Regions from separate parts of the Drosophila melanogaster genome. Here region 1 is linked to region 2. The links are chromatin contacts, called in public targeted proximity ligation maps. All regions are on one chromosome and are shown on one strand. The core of a region is the stretch at or near the end of the contact, and the rest is flanking DNA. Distances in the headings are between cores, read along the strand shown. Region 1 holds the start of SmD1 (Small ribonucleoprotein particle protein SmD1). Region 2 holds the start of sowah (sosondowah).

The links.
Region 1: a contact with region 2 is called in a targeted proximity ligation map of the Kc167 cell line, with 5 times the contacts expected there. A contact is called at or near these places in 3 of 107 Hi-C or Micro-C datasets (the S2 cell line, embryo and larval central nervous system) and 1 of 7 datasets of targeted methods (the Kc167 cell line).

Annotation. Positions count from the first base shown.
Region 1 is chr3L:12,732,909-12,735,956 of dm6, reverse strand. It overlaps SmD1 (Small ribonucleoprotein particle protein SmD1), which reads left to right and starts at 1,346. Exons shown (of 2, transcript NM_080035.3): 1 at 1,346-1,454; 2 at 1,974-2,593. The coding sequence starts at 1,441. The coding sequence ends at 2,334. It overlaps Ptp69D (Protein tyrosine phosphatase 69D), which reads right to left and starts at 1,012. Exons shown (of 12, transcript NM_176324.2): 1 at 708-1,012. The coding sequence starts at 804.
Region 2 is chr3L:12,570,905-12,573,924 of dm6, reverse strand. sowah (sosondowah) reads left to right here and starts at 1,383. Exons shown (of 12, transcript NM_168503.5): 1 at 1,383-1,613; 2 at 1,725-2,386. The coding sequence starts at 1,487.

The sequences.
Region 1 (3,048 bases), core at 97-2,596, 160 kb before region 2:
TATGTTAGACTTAAAATATATCTTCCTGATTAATGGTTGTGTATATTTAAATCTGATTATAGCTTCCGGGTTTTATGCGATTTAGTAAAATATTCAAATTAGAACTATATTGAAGGAAAATTTCTTATTTAACTTTCCTATTAAATTTTAAGTTTTATGATGGACACCAAGAAAGGTTTTTCTGGATGGGCGGTAAAAGCCAGACATAAAAATGAAACTACACCCACAATATTGGCCATAAAACTCGCGGTAGTAATCCGGCGTAATTTCGGAATCAACACGTATTTAGCTGAAGAAATATTACAAATATATATATATGTGATTATATTTCAGATAAATCAGATAGATGTACATAAGTATGTACGCAGAAACATAAAACGTATGTATGTACCGGGAAGTGTGTACATATGTATGCGCGACTACTTTTGTTTAGCCCCAATTGAAATCTCACCCCATCGCCGTAATCTTTGGGCGTTACCGACATAGTTCGAGTGCTACTGTATCTAAGAACTATACAACCGTCTTGTTAACCACCATATCAAATGATAATTCCAGTTTCCAACTTAATGTAAAACACTCCATTCACATTTGCAAAAACAACACAAAAAAAAAATGAGACATTGCAATTTGTTGACACCCACAAACGGTTCTTGATGTACGTATGTATGTACCAATTATGATGTTCGTCTGAGTTTTTGAAACATTACCTTGTTTCACAGATCCTTGCACACATATCGCACAAAGGAAAATATATGCAAGAATTATATTTAATAGCATCGACATGCGTCGGTAGAGTAACGCCATGGCTTGCTAATTTCTCACTCCGAGCCGGATAAATACATATGTCAAAAATTATATTCGATGTCTGCGTTGAGTTAAAAAGCTCTACTGCGTTGAACTAATGTCGCGGCGAGTGCAAAACACCGACAAATGTGTTTTATTAAAAACCAGTTAATAGACGGCGACCGCGAATAAGTATTAATCGTTATTTTCTTAACACTGGATTGTTTTTTTTTCGCGATATGCGGCGTTATCGATAAGTCAGTCGAATATGTACCCTTGGCTGCGGTTACCAAGGGATTTGGAACAACTGAATTGGAATATAATCGTATATTATAATAATATAATCGTAATCGTATTTATTAACATGAGTAATTAATAAGACACAAGTATTTATTTATAGAGCAGTATGACATTAATTGTTACTTAATTGTTGCAAATTTATAATTTATTTCTGGAATGCATTAATTCATTTATTACTTCATATTCACTTTTATTACGATTCCGTTTGGTAGCCGATATATTTTACAATACCAATGAGCGTTGCTATCTTAGCACACGATACAACAGTTCACCGCAACCACCAAATTCCAAGTAAACTAGCCGGCATTGTTTGTGCGCGTTTTTTTTTGCAGAAAACCACCAAAAACACATAAAAACATGAAATTAGTAAGGTATGTTATGCGTCATTTACCTAAACTAAAACTAAACTTGTTAGCAATGCGTGCAGTATAGTTTCATTCAGTTTTTGAGTTCTGCGATTCTGCACACATGTATGCATGCAAAAGCGATGCTCCCATTTGTTGTTTTTGTACACAAAATTTAATTTAATACGAATGTTGTTTTGATCTGTTATTATAATAGTTTTCCATTATTTACTTGTATCTGGTAACAATTCTTGCACTTTAAGTAGCATTTTGCATAACTATATTCAATGCAATCAACGCTCTTAATCCAAGGCCACCAAATACAAGCTACCTTTAAATTCGTACTAATTTGCTAAAAGTAAAGGCTCTACTAAGTATATTTCATCATAAAGGCTGCTTGCATACACCTTATTGTATCTCATTTTTCAATCACCCAATAAGATATTTGTTTCTACCTATAATAGCCTTGCATCTCTGAAATGCTGCATCTTTGCAACAGGGATTTCCTTAATTTCGTTTACTAATCTTCCCGTTGATGCATTACAGATTCCTTATGAAGCTAAGTCACGAGACCGTGACCATCGAACTGAAGAACGGCACCCAGATCCACGGCACCATTACCGGCGTGGATGTGGCCATGAACACTCACCTGAAGAGCGTTCGGATGACGATCAAGAACCGGGATCCCGTCCACCTGGAGACGCTGAGCATTCGCGGCAACAACATCAGATACTTTATACTGCCGGACAGCCTGCCGCTGGAGACGCTCCTCATCGACGACACCCCGAAGTCGAAGACAAAAAAGAAGGACAGCGGCCGCGTGGGAAATCGCGGCAGGGGCAGAGGCGCCCGCGGACGAGGTGGTCCACGGGGTCGCGGAAGGGGCCGAGCTTCAGGCCGACGTTAATCTTTGTAACAGCTACATCTAATAAACAATATTCGATAAATATAGAATATAAATATTCTTTGGATAAATCCACACTGTATGCATTTACTATGTACGAACAACTGACAAATGTCTTCAGCTAGTAAAGAAACTCCATCTGAATATGTATATTGTTAAAAATCACTCTGTGTAGTAGCTCAGGAAAAATGTGTTTACTTGGCAACAAATTGAAAGAAGACTCCCGCCATTAAATTATGATTAAAAATGTTTGAAAGTTTGTAAAAACGCTTTTTTATACTTTTAATTGTTTTTGGACGCACAAAATGTCTTTCAAATGTTCAACAATAGTAGGAGAAAACTGTGTTACTTAAGCTAGGCTATAGATTCAAATATATTTACTACTGCCATTAGGATGCGTGGTGAACAATGAAACAAACGACAATGTTAAACCCATGAAATGGGCATCGCCTTAAAACTGGTTAACTTAAGAGATTCTACTTTAAGTAACGGATTGGAAAACATATCAAAAGAAACAATAGATATAGGGATAATGGAGTAACCCTCACTTTAAAACCCATTATTAAGGACAAAAAAATATAAGTGATTTGTTTAAGTTTTCAAAGGCAGGTTGAACCGGTTCCGATAATATATCGAAATGTCAAATTGTGGAACTTGCTCCGATCAATTATCGCTATTCGGGTTCGGATACCCGCTAAAAGTAAGGCGCCAATTTTA
Region 2 (3,020 bases), core at 134-2,633:
TTACCTCAATCTTTATTTATTTGCATAAATATTTTTTAGTAGCATTTATTGTGTTTTAGCAAATTAGCAAGCAAATACCTTAAACAAACATGAGTTATATACTCTCGCTCGTGGCGAAACTCGACTTAATATGGAACCCCAAATAAAATGATAAATAAGGGTAATTTATTTGGGCACATTTATGAGGCGAGCAGGCTGCCAAAGATACATTTAGCCATTTAACCAACGGATAACGAATCCAAAGAGTGCGGGCATACAAATTAGTGCGCATCTGCGCCATCGAGGCATTCTGGAATTGAATCCTGTGACGGTGGTGGGAGGGGGCGGGTTTCGGAAAGGGAAGGAAAGGATATCCAGAGTACAACACGTCTTGACATTTGCATCTTGAAATGCAAGTGAAAGATACAATCCCAATCTGTGTATCCAGATGCGCCATTGTCACTGTCATCGGCTGTGGCTTCCTTTCGGCTAGAACTCTGCTCTGCGGATGATAAATGACGTCGATTCAACAAATTGGCCCACACATACATGGCCCAAAACCCGAACCCAGCCTCCCAGCCAAACCATTTTGGCCAATTGAGATGGAAATCAACTCGTTTTGTGCCCCACATACACGTACTGCATAGTTAACTCCCCGATTTCGATGGGGGATTGGGGCTACCTACTCCGCTCGATCCGCCCCTGAATTTACATTTGGCTGTGTCTCAGGAATTAATTCGGAACTGTTTTAATAATTCTTTGCATGCGGAAGATACTTCGAGCCAGATGGATTCAACTGAAGTTAAATTTTATGCAAATTAACTACCACTGTCTGATTTACAAGTTCGCATGCCGAAGGGAATTCAACATTGATTACGAGCCTTTCGTTTACCTTTTCGTACTTGGTTTAAAAACATTTATCATAATATTTGGCACACCAAAGCAAACTCATTGGTTTAAATTATATTACTCATTTCGAAAAAGTGTTTTTTAACTCACCTACGGCTACGGCTTGAAAATGTTTTAGAAGAAATAAAAAAGTATTTCGCGGGCATAAATTGTCCCAATTTCTTTTTTTAACTTTTTTATTTTTATCATTTTTATTTTATCATATATATTTATATGAATCACTTCATATATGGTGAGATTAAATGAGATTTGCATGCTGAACGGTATCGAAAGTAATTGTTATTTACCTAAATCAAGTAAAAGTGTTTAATCAATAGTTTTTATTATGTAATTTGAAGTGCGAAAAGTATATATTTGTTTCCTTGCTTTAATGTATTGTTTTTAAAATTATTAAAACTCGAAAAATCATTCCATGTTATGAGTTACACGCCAACCAGCCTTCTGTCAGCTAGCGAAATCAGCGAGCTTTTTTCCGCGAAGCATGAGGGCTGCAACATTCGCAGTGTGCACAGTGCCCTGGTCAAATGTTTTTGTTTGTTGTGTTTATTTTTTACTTATTTCGCGTTTAAAAGTGTTTTAAAGTGAGATTTAAAGTGCAATGGAGCTACCGAAGGAGTTATCCGTTGCGGAGATCCGTAATTACATGTTGGCAAACGAGTGCAAGGTGACAAATCACGCCTTGGTGAAGCACTTCAAGAAATTCCTAACTCACCCGCAGTCGCAAAGTGAGTCATTTGTGTTTGTCTTTCGAATTTGGGATTTGGGACCTGTTGAATGGCCAAGAAAACCCATATTGACTTGGTTTTCACATGGATGTTCCCAATGATTAATTGCAGATGAGGCTCGCAAGCGATTCAAGACCTATGTCACACTGCTGTCCACCATCAAGAACGAGAACAATCAGAAGTTTTTGATATTGCGCAAGAAATACGTAAACGAATGCCCCACGGATGAGGTTGTGGAGCGCGCGGTGGCCGCCGCATCTGGTATTCCGGAGCCCTCAAGTCCCGGCGGCGCATCTCTTAACTTTGACTCGCCCATGAGGCAGCCACCGCCATATAAACCGCCGCCCATGGTCACCTCTCCGCCAGCCGTTTCCATTGCCAAGGAGCACCAGGAGAATTACCAGGAGTGCGTGGACGAATTCACGGCTGCCATAAAGCGCATTGAGCCAGCACGCTTGGAGAGGCGAACGTCGGTCAAGTCCGAGGATCTGGATCAGCAGGAGAAGCCGGAGAAAACGTCTCGATCGAATTCCATCGATGTGATCGACAACAAGGAGAACATACCACGTTTCTCCTTCTCCTCGGAGGCCTCCTCGGCGTCCAGCACTTCCATTGAAAAGCCGGAGATGGCTGATCCCACAGCTCCCGCCGCCGTAGGCGATGTGGCCGAGAATCCCATCAGCGTGAAGGAGGCCACGCGCAAATTTAATCGGATGGCGTCTGAAGAAGAGGCTAAAATCATATCGCCGCCAGCTAAGAAGAAGCCAGAGAAGGTGAGTGCCACAGAACCGGTTAAGCCAGGGCATTAGCCATCATGCGGGCTCGGCTCGGGTGCGGGTGTCTTTCGGGCCCTTCCCTCCCAGCTTTGTTCCAATGCGTTCCATTTCCTGTGCGTCAGTGGGAAGATTCGCTACAAGACAATTCAAATATGCGACGTTTTTTGCACGGCTTAGTTGTGATTAATTATCACAGAGCTATGAAGGTTTTTATATGAGCTGTCCACTGTGGCAAAAATATCTGAAGACGTTGTTCCACTTAACCAGCTGCTTTTTTCAATCCATCATAGACTACACACTGTAATCAACTTTGTTGAATCATATTTGTTAATGTTCTATAATCTCACTCACGCCTTTGTTTAAACTAAAGAGGAACGATTTCTATTATTTACATCGAATTCTTCGTTTAGTGATAAGGATGACCTTCATAATTTCATATATATCTGGCAACTTAAAGTAGTTCTTAGCGTATATACACTGTATAATGGGATTAAAAAAAAAATATTTGCTTTCCCATCACTGTATATGACAAAGAAACAGGCTGATATTCCGCTACAAATCAGGGTCAGATTAGATCTGCTGGCCCTGGAAACCCCGAGCAATTATTGTCAATGCATCAGTGGCTGTCCCA